2 separate regions of the Anas platyrhynchos genome follow, and region 1 is linked to region 2. A link is a contact called in public Hi-C data. All regions are on one chromosome and are shown on one strand. The core of a region is the stretch at or near the end of the contact, and the rest is flanking DNA. Distances in the headings are between cores, read along the strand shown. Region 1 has its middle 45 kb from the start of CNIH1. Region 2 has its middle 82 kb from the start of BMP4.

What was found. Hi-C and Micro-C count contacts between places; a contact is called where the count stands out from the background.
Region 1: a contact with region 2 is called in a Hi-C map of small yellow follicle, with 2.6 times the contacts expected there. The contact joins two enhancer-like sites. A contact is called at or near these places in 3 of 8 Hi-C or Micro-C datasets (F1 follicle, F5 follicle and small yellow follicle).

Annotation. Positions count from the first base shown.
Region 1 is chr5:3,975,179-3,979,830 of IASCAAS_PekinDuck_T2T, forward strand. No RefSeq gene overlaps it. Among named protein-coding and RNA genes, the nearest start is that of CNIH1, 45 kb to the right of the region's middle. Within about 2 kb of position 2,008, at least 5 of the 8 cell types and tissues checked have an H3K27ac peak or open chromatin away from gene starts, as enhancers often do. A contact at or near this core is called in F1 follicle, F5 follicle and small yellow follicle, where this site is marked.
Region 2 is chr5:3,930,079-3,934,710 of IASCAAS_PekinDuck_T2T, forward strand. No RefSeq gene overlaps it. Among named protein-coding and RNA genes, the nearest start is that of BMP4, 82 kb to the left of the region's middle. Within about 2 kb of position 1,458, at least 5 of the 8 cell types and tissues checked have an H3K27ac peak or open chromatin away from gene starts, as enhancers often do. A contact at or near this core is called in F1 follicle, F5 follicle and small yellow follicle, where this site is marked.

The DNA.
Region 1 (4,652 bases), core at 758-3,257, 46 kb after region 2:
CTCAGCAATTTTTGAGTTATACGAGTGCAAAGAAAGCATCTGTAACCAATCACCTATTTTTTGTTGGCTTTTTTTTTTTTTTGGCAATTCTATATCTTAAAAATTGTGAATGCAGTTCTAGTTGTTTTTTTTTTTTTTTAAACACAACCTTGTTAAAAAAAAATAAAAAATAAAACAACACATGTGCTCTCAGGCTGAAAACACACATGCCAAATTCAGCCTGGAGAGAATTTTTACGGCTGAGTTATAAAACCCTGAAAATGGGGATTTATAATGGAAATGCTGACAGACCATTAACTACAATAATAACATAAACGGAGCAATAGAATTTCCAAGTTATCTCCTTTTTGTTTGTGTCAGCATTCCTGCAGCGAGAGGCTGCACAACGCACAGGCAGCGTTACCAGCACGTTGCTTTGGTCCTCTCCTATGGCGTTCGCAGAACACAGCGAAGCAGCAAAGCATCGTGCACGTGCTGTCATGTCTCCTGGTGCATCCCATTCTTCAGTCAGCTCCTAGCATCCAATTTTGGGGTCTGTGCTTTGAGAGGAATCCTGCCACCAAGCAAAGCCAAGCAGCAGGACGCCCGTTCACCTGTTTTGCTCTGTGTCCTGCCAACGGGAGAGCAAGTCACTGTGTGCTGATGCCACGCCGCAATTTCCATTGCCCTGCACGAGCTTTGCTTCCAGCTTTCTGCGTGAATGCCCAAAAAAAAAAAGAGGGTGATGATAACCACTCGTGCTGGCTGGTGTGAAAAGGGGGCACATCAGGACCCCTAAACACTACAGCTACACACCGTATGCCCTTCCTCTAAAAGCACAAACTGTGTCTTCTCTGGGAAGAGGAATATAATGAGAACATGTAAACTATCAGGCCGCTCGAGATAATTTGCTCCCTATTACAGCCAGGGACAAGTTGTTTAAAAATAAAATAAGCAATGGCCCACGCTACAGAATCTGTGTACTCTTCCAAAAAAAAAAATAGCTCTTAACGGTGAAGACGTGTTTAGCCCATTGCTAGCATGTTGCTAGTTTATTACGAAGCACGTACTCCTAATGGAAACAGAACCTCAAATTCACTGGGAATGAAAGAGGATGACAGATCCCTGTACGTTTACAATTTTGGCAGATTTGGGGTTTTGAAAGGTACTCCATTTCACTGGACTTCTGACTCGCTCCCTGTCTCATTTGTCCTCTGCATCCTAAAACACCTGACATAACATAGCCGGTATCGTTATTCCCATTTTACAGATGGTTAAAGCAAGGCACAGTGGTGAAATAAATTCCTAAATATTAAATATCAGGTTGCTTCCAAAACCCAGGAAAAGGACCCAGGTTTTCTCCTCCTTATTTAAGTAATGTCTGCTGTACAACCACAGATTTCAACCTTTTTAAGGGTAAAAAGGCTAAATATGATGCATGAATTGACAGAATCCATCTGCTTCAGAGAAGCCCTGGTTCACTCCAACAGTGACTAGAAAGCTGCAAAATCACTACAATTATCTTTTCACAATAATCCTGTACAAAAACGGCAAGTTTCAACAGAAGAAGAAAGTAGCAAAGCAGTCCTTTTCTGCAAGCACCATCAGTGACTTCTGACAGCCCCTCCCCGCTCCTGACATTCAGCAGCTCCCGCGGAGGGGAACCGTTCTCTTCAAGCACATTATTCTCCTCGCTTATCTGCATCAAAAGAACGAAAGCTACTAGTGGCCAGAAATCATTCAAGCTGCTTCCCTAAGTACTTCTGCCACTATTGCTTCCTTTTGTCCAGCACACGTGTCTCAGCCTTGTCTATGCTAGAGATATTTGGCATGCTCATCAGCTTTTGTCCCCCTCGCATGCCTAACACGCTGCAGAAACGCTCCCAATGGTGCGCAGGCGCTCCCGCCACTGTTTGGATTAGAGGGCTTGTAGATGACACATAACTTTGTCTGTTGTTTACAGCCCAGGATGATACAACAGACATTCAGTTGTCCCAGTGTCTCGCCAAGATTAGCACGTGGAAGAGCAGGAGCCGGCTGAGGCAGCCTCAGCAGGACAGAGGTTAGGCTTGTGGGCAGAGGGAATTGCTCCGAGGAGCACTGCGGTTCCCTGCGAGCGAGGACACGTGCTCACAGATTATCGAGAGCCATCCACGTTCTGAAAGCTTTGTTGACTCCTTGCTGATGCCACCCCTAAACCAAGGGTTATTGCTCTGGAAACAGAGCTGCCAGGCTGCAGAACGCTTCCTGCTGTAGGCAAAGCTGCTGGAAGCATTTCCACCTTCCTGTCCAAACCCATCCTAAACCTCTCCATCCATTTGTACAATGCACAGTTCAACTCATCCAAAAAACAACAAAGGGATCCCTCCCTCCATTAACTTCACTCCAACATCTACACAATCTAGGCAGGTCCATGCTTGGAAAGTGGAGAGAAAAAAATTGAGTTTTGTTTGTTTGTTTTAAAAATAAGTGATGCAATTAGTGGACAACGGAGTGCGTACCCGGCAAGCTGACTGCACTGGGGAATGGCAATACGGTGGCTATTCGCCGAGGAAACCTTACCTCAACAATCTCCACCTTGCTGGCACTGCACAGAAAAGGTTGGCACCTTGGAGCTTAACAACACGGAGCTCCTCACGTTCCTGTCCTATGCACTCATCATCAAAATCCAACAGCAAAAACTAGAGAAGCAGGAAATGCTGAATTAGGGTAACACTTCCCCCCCACCAACCATCACACAGCCCTAATTCTGTCCCTGCAGCAGTGCCAACCAGCATAACTCAAGACTGCTCAAGTCTGTTTGAACTCCTGAGCGGCCAGCTCCAAAGTGAGGAGTAAGTGCATGGCTCCGAGCCACGTTTGCAGAACCTCCCTGCCAATTTCTGGCTTGTACTTCATACTCCCCAGATGCAGGTTCATGAGCCATGACAAAATTTGGGGGCAAAGAGGAACAGATGCACAGAATCATTTCTCCTGGTTTGAGGTTTCAGCAGGAATGCTCCAGACAGCTTTGGTCAGGGTTGAAGAGAACAGGCAGGCAGCGCTGGGCGGTGATGGGAGCTCAGCACCTGCCCTCACCCCGCTCTGCACTCAGCGGTTTCACTGTGTCATGTTGAGAAGAACAAACATTCGCTATGTGCAGGCCTGGCTTTTAAAGTTACAGAACTCTACGTGATTTATAAGGTGTGATTACAAAGCTGTTTGAATTTTAGAAAATTAGAGGGGCTAGATTTTTTTTTTATTTAGTGCTTAAATTGGTTTGGCTATTTGTTTCATTATGGGAGATCAAAAATAATCCCGGTACTCCCAATGAGAAGTAAAGAGCGTTTGAATATGTTGGAATAACCTTAAAAGCAGGTGGCTACCTTATTAAGTGTTAAATATTCAGAGCTGAAATACGAGCCCGTTTCCATCTAGGGCGTGCAGTAAATGGCTTCCACATATGAATAGCAGCCCATTAGCACAATAAAAAAATAATTAGTTATCCAGTTGAAATTAGAACAAACGTTCTAAATGCAAGAATTTCAACGGGTCACTTTTATTTCATAAGCCATTGTGCCAGCTGCATAGCCACGGTTCCCCTCATCTAAACAAACAGTGCAAAATAGAAATAACTGCTTTGAATTGTTGTACCCACAGTTTGGTATTTGTAGGACGGGAGATGAGGGGGACATAGAGGTTTGGATTCATCACGTACACAACAGAGTACCTCCAAATGCTCATTTCCTAACAAGTGCAGGGATTGCATGGATAGAAAAGCAGCCTTCCAGGATAAGGTACTTGCTTGAGTCTCCAGAAACCCTAACCTAGTTCAGTGAGGAGAACCGAGATTGCTCTCAACATCTCCATGGAATACTAACAGGCCTCACCCCTGCACACACAACCCCACTTGTTGAACTCCTGATTCTTTTGGAGTGAAACACTCACTGGCAGGTGGGCTCTACAGGGCCAAGTGTCCGGGGTTAATAAACATGCAGTCTATCAGCTTGCCTGCATTTTAATAACCACAATAATTTCGTAGGTATTCAGCAAACCCCAAATAATTTTATTTATATAACAACCTGTGAGCAGTCAAATAGGGAATAGGGCGGTCTAACACTAGAGTAAAAGTCCATAAACTTTTAGCCATATATGCAAAACTAAAGTTGTAACAATAAAAGCCATTTAGTAGTCCCTACTCATCCATTTCAGCTGAAGGGAGCTGTTTCTGTCACATGTTCCTTTCCTCTTGAGAGTTATGTTTGGTATTTTACACTAACTTCTGGCACTGTTTTCCCCTTGTTAATTGGAAACCACAATCACTTGTGGTGCAGTGCTTTGCTCTGCTTTCTGTATTTCTGATTTGCACCCAACTGTCAAATCTTTAACGGTGGAGAAAAACCACCTCTATCATTAGGGCCCATAATGCCACTGAGATAGCCCAGCGAATGTGCCAACAAGTGAAAGCAGTTAGATGATGACGTACTTGTCCCAGCACTCCTCAAAGCTGACCTTCCAGTGAGTCCTGGCCTCCACACGTACCAAAAGGGTCCTTAATGGAAAGACAAAACCCAATTCTATGACTTGTGTAAGAATATGCCCAGTCAGGGCAACAGCATTATTATCCACTCACACCAAGACCCAATTCTGCAGCCAGATTCATCAGAAAGTGTTCATTTTGTATTCTAAGGGGA
Region 2 (4,632 bases), core at 208-2,707:
AGTGTTGTTGTGTTTCACATTTCACATGTTCCACTGTGAAAATGTGTTTCTCTTTGTTCCCTGGGAAAATGAAGTTTGAATACTGGTACAGGCCACTGGAACAGAGCCCCAAAGACCCCAGGAGCCTGGAACTTTCCCCTTTATTCAAAAACACTGCTGAAAATCACGATGGTAAGTGTGCACATCAACGCAGACATTGATGAGGCCTCTGTGCTTCTACCTACCCTGTTTTAGACAACTGAAGGCAGCGAGAATGCCATGAACTTCCCTAGGCACAGGGACAAGCCCACACCTCTCAGAGCTTAAACCTGCTTTCTTTCCTGGGAAATCCTACAGCCAGTGAACTCACCAGGAGCTTCACCTAAAAAACTTAACTCATTTTAGATTTTTTTATTTCTCAACAATAATCTCAAAACAAAGCAAGCATTATCAGTGACCTAGCACTGCATAAGGGTAAGCAGAACTCCTAAAATATTTCTTTTCCCTTTCTTTTCTTGTTCGCTTTTAATTGCGAAGTAACAAAAGGGACTCTCACTGTTTGGATCACTTTCATGAAGAGCAGTAAACCCACAGACCCGGTCTTAAGGAACAATTGGTCCTGATCTGCTTTCTAAAGCTAACGAATAGTAAAAATAAAATAAAATAAAAAAGATTTGCCTGTCATGGGAGTTGGTCAATAAAATGCAACAGTGTTTATTACAACATTTAAGGTCTGTGATTAAGAACACCAAAAGGCCTAAACTAGAAAGGGTTTTAGCCTGTAATTTCCCTACAGTCCTGGCCTGTACTTCCTTATGAGCTAGCTCAGCAGGGCTTTTCTTCCATGTCCATCATCAGCTTGTAATTATTGCCATTCTCAAAGCTATGCCAGATGGGCTCTTTAGAAGCCGGCATGCAGCTTGTTTATGAGAGAGCGAGCTGTAATATTACTCTACACAGAGACCTATCTGGTCCTAGTCAAAGAGCCATCGTGTTCCCCCCTCCCCATCCCTCCTCACTCTCCCTGCTTCCCTACACAAACCTCTCGGTTTCAGCCTGCTGCCCCCTGCGACTGGGGACAGCACGGGCGAGACTGTAACCCAGCACGGGGAGGCTGCTCGCTGTCCCTCACCCTATTTATTTCTCTATTTATTTCTTATTTCTCTATTTATTTCTTATTTCTCTATTTATTTCTTATTTCTCTATTTATTTCTTATTTCTCTATTTATTTCCCTATTTATTTCTCTGTATTGAAACGGTGCAAACCAGACACTCAGCGAAGACACCGGCTTCAGGGCTTTTTCCTGCTTTCTCCCACTGCCTTCCTCCTCTCTTCACTTTCCTTCCTTCCTCCGAGCAAGCACTGGAGTTTAGGGACAGGATCTCCCCTCGCTGCGCCTAGCGGAGAGGATAAACATTCGTGGCGAGGTTGAGGTTAAGCAGCCGTGCACGGCAAGGCAGGGAATGGCGCGAGCGAATAACCCAGAGTTCATCTTGTTCTAGGCGGTCAGCGTTAGATATCTTGGAAGGCCAGGACAGTGCTTCTATCAGTAGTTAATGAGGCAGGACTTGCAACAGATAGCCACTTCGAGCTTACAAAAGCTTTCAGATGGCTCTGTTTACTTTGATCCATTTCAGTTCATCCAAGCCTTTTTTCTTTTCCTTTTTTTTTTTTTTAAACCCTCCCCCTCCCCACAGCCACCCCAGATAAACTGCCTTCCCCCTCTCCCCCCCGACTCCTACCTCCAACAATAGTATCATTTACCGACTTTTATACTTCACAAGTTTGAAGATCTTTAGTCAAGTTCTGCTACAATGGCATACAGAAAAAAAAACATGGCTCTTGAGAGCACCACCATAAAGAGCGCGGGAGGGGAATCTGGCTGCAGAAACGTAATTAAAAAATCCGACTGCCGAAAGATAAATGAAAGGAAAGGGGGGGGTGGGGGTGGGAATAACAGGAAAGGCTGCATTTTCAGGAGAGATTTAAAGTTATTTGTTCCTGATTGGGGGAACTGCTCATTCTTTTATCCCTTGTTATTTTATCCATGTGATGCCAAAAGAACTTTCTTTGTTAAAATGTTCTCAGAACGGATAAAACTAATTTGCTGGAATGTGAAATAATCCAGAAAGTAAGAGGACTGTGCCTAATGTTCACAGACGGAGAATGCCAAATTAACCGGCCACGGTTTCCAGTCCCTGGGGCACAGGGCTGGAATTTAAAGCTTCCGAAGAGAGCCCTGGTGCTAATGGATTTGCATGAAACTTGGCATGCTAATGGAGATTGTCTCTTGTAATGAGCTTTTAATTAGGTCTGCTTGGTGCTTGACCTTCTTGTAATATGGGGCCACTCCTCAGATGACAGCATTTCAAACCCACAGGTGTGGAGAAACCGTGCTTGTAAACACGCAGGGCTTTACCCAGCATTCTTCAAATCCGGACACTTATTTCCCTCCAGTTGCCTGCCTCTTCATCACTTATTATTCTTTCCCTCCCCTGAACATCCTTGCTTCCTTGATTATTATTTTGAAAGAGATTTCATGTCAGTTGTTTTTGTTTTCTTGTCTATTTCAAGATCATGTTCCCAGCCAGTGGGAAAACAAAAAAAAAAAAACAGCAACAGGAACCTGATGGAAGCATACATGGGCAGCCCCAGCGTGGCATGGGGATGGGTTACAGGCTCTGAGAGCTGTGATTCCCACTGTCCTTCCAGAAAATAAATGTGGGGACAAACTCCTCTGCTGAACAGGCAGCCAAAACAGCCATCTCTGGACATACACGCATCAGCCCAACTGCTGAGGGCTGTTTGACATTCTGAACAGCTCTGAACACGAGTAGCTGTACTTGTGGTACATGTATTTTATATGTAGTATGTGCTTTATGCGTGTCCTTGTAGTATAAGTTATACCATAAACAGTTTCTTACCCCTCACCGTGGCTGTCTGAAATCATCACTTCTGCCTTCCATGCTTACCGTCTGCCCTCCAAACGCTGCCAAATGCGGTAACAGACTGGAAGGCAGCGCCTTGGGGAGCTGTGCGAATCCCTTCACACAGAACCGAATTCTCACAGTGCAGGCTAGCAGTCACCATGTTTTCCCAAATGCTCCAGCTCCTCTCACAGGCTTTAAAAAGAGAAAAATCTCTGAAAGGAAAGAAGTTGGGTGTGAACCATATCAATATGTCATTAAAGAACAATGGATACCAGTAAAAAATGTAAATCATTCTTCTGGAGCAGCCTTTTCTGCCGATTCTGCCTTTTAGGAATATAATTACCAGTCGACATCAGAGGATACATATTCATAGATTCATAGAGCATGAGGCCAGAAGAAACTATTAGATCATCTCGTGTGATTTCCTACGTATCACAGGTCATTAACTTTCACAGGGTTACCCCTGTGCTGAACCCAATAATTTGTATTTGACCAGTGTCACTTGTGGCTGGCCGGCACGTACCTTTTACAAAGGCAGCAAAACACGGAGAACCTGTCAGTTCTTTAGCTCCGATCTTTGGGTTGTTTTAATGATTAAGTTCCCCTTTCATTAGAGAGTCTCATTTGTAGTTCAAACAACTCTGTATTTGGCTTCTAGCTAGCAAGTCTCATTATGTATGTCTTTAATAAATTAAAAATACCACCTCATGAAGTATTTCATACCTGTGAAAGCACTTCTTCTTTGAGACCTATCCACCTTCTTTTCACAAAATCTAATTGAAATTAGGAAGTCTCTCCCAGTAAGGAATACATTAAGCAAGGACTGCAGAGCTACTGTCCCAGCAATGAAAGTGAAAAGGCTCCCAGAAACAAAATCTATCGAGCTCCACAATGGAGAAAGCTCACTAAGGTCACTTTAGATATCTACATTGGTGATATCCACCTTTGAGCTTGTCAGGAAAACAAATGAAATAGGCAATTTAGGAAATAAATTATCTGAGCTGTTTCAAGCAATCATTATGGGAAGAAACTGATATGTCGTAATTCTCTTCGCTCGTTATTTGTGACGCTAGATAAGTAGCTCAGGTGTGGACAACTCGCTGTTAACATCTGTATGTGGCCCTGCTGTATTTACATCCGAGTGAAAAAAAACATCCCTTCATGCAGAAGCTAATTCACATGAACCTGAAATTGAATAAAAACAGCTTTTCTCTTTAAACTTTACACACAAAAGTAGGAAAACCTTAATTGCCTTCATAAATACCGTGGCTCTATCCAAAATAACCCTCAAAACCTTATTATTGCCGAGGTTTGAAGCTTCCCTTTTCTTTCTGGAGCAAAGACTTCAGATGGAAAATCTGAAAATGAACGTTTCAGTCGAAGCAAAATTCAGACAAAAACTCTTGGCAAAGCTTTGGATGAAGATAAAGGACAAGGATAAGACAAGTTTGTCTTTGTGCAACGAGTCGCGGGACGATCAGCTGTCAAGGCCTACAACTCATTCAGTCCTTCTCACAGATGGTTTTACAATTAAGAAAAGTGACTTGAGTGTCAAGTGGGAAAAGGAGTACTCCCCCAAGATTCATCCATTAGCTCTGTCAGCAATACCCCAAGCCTCCACATCAGAGCAGGTTCCTTGACTGTTGACAAGACAATAAAGAATGACTATTTACCATATGGTAATTGTAGTTCAAGATGTGTTGTCCACATGGATTCTCCTTC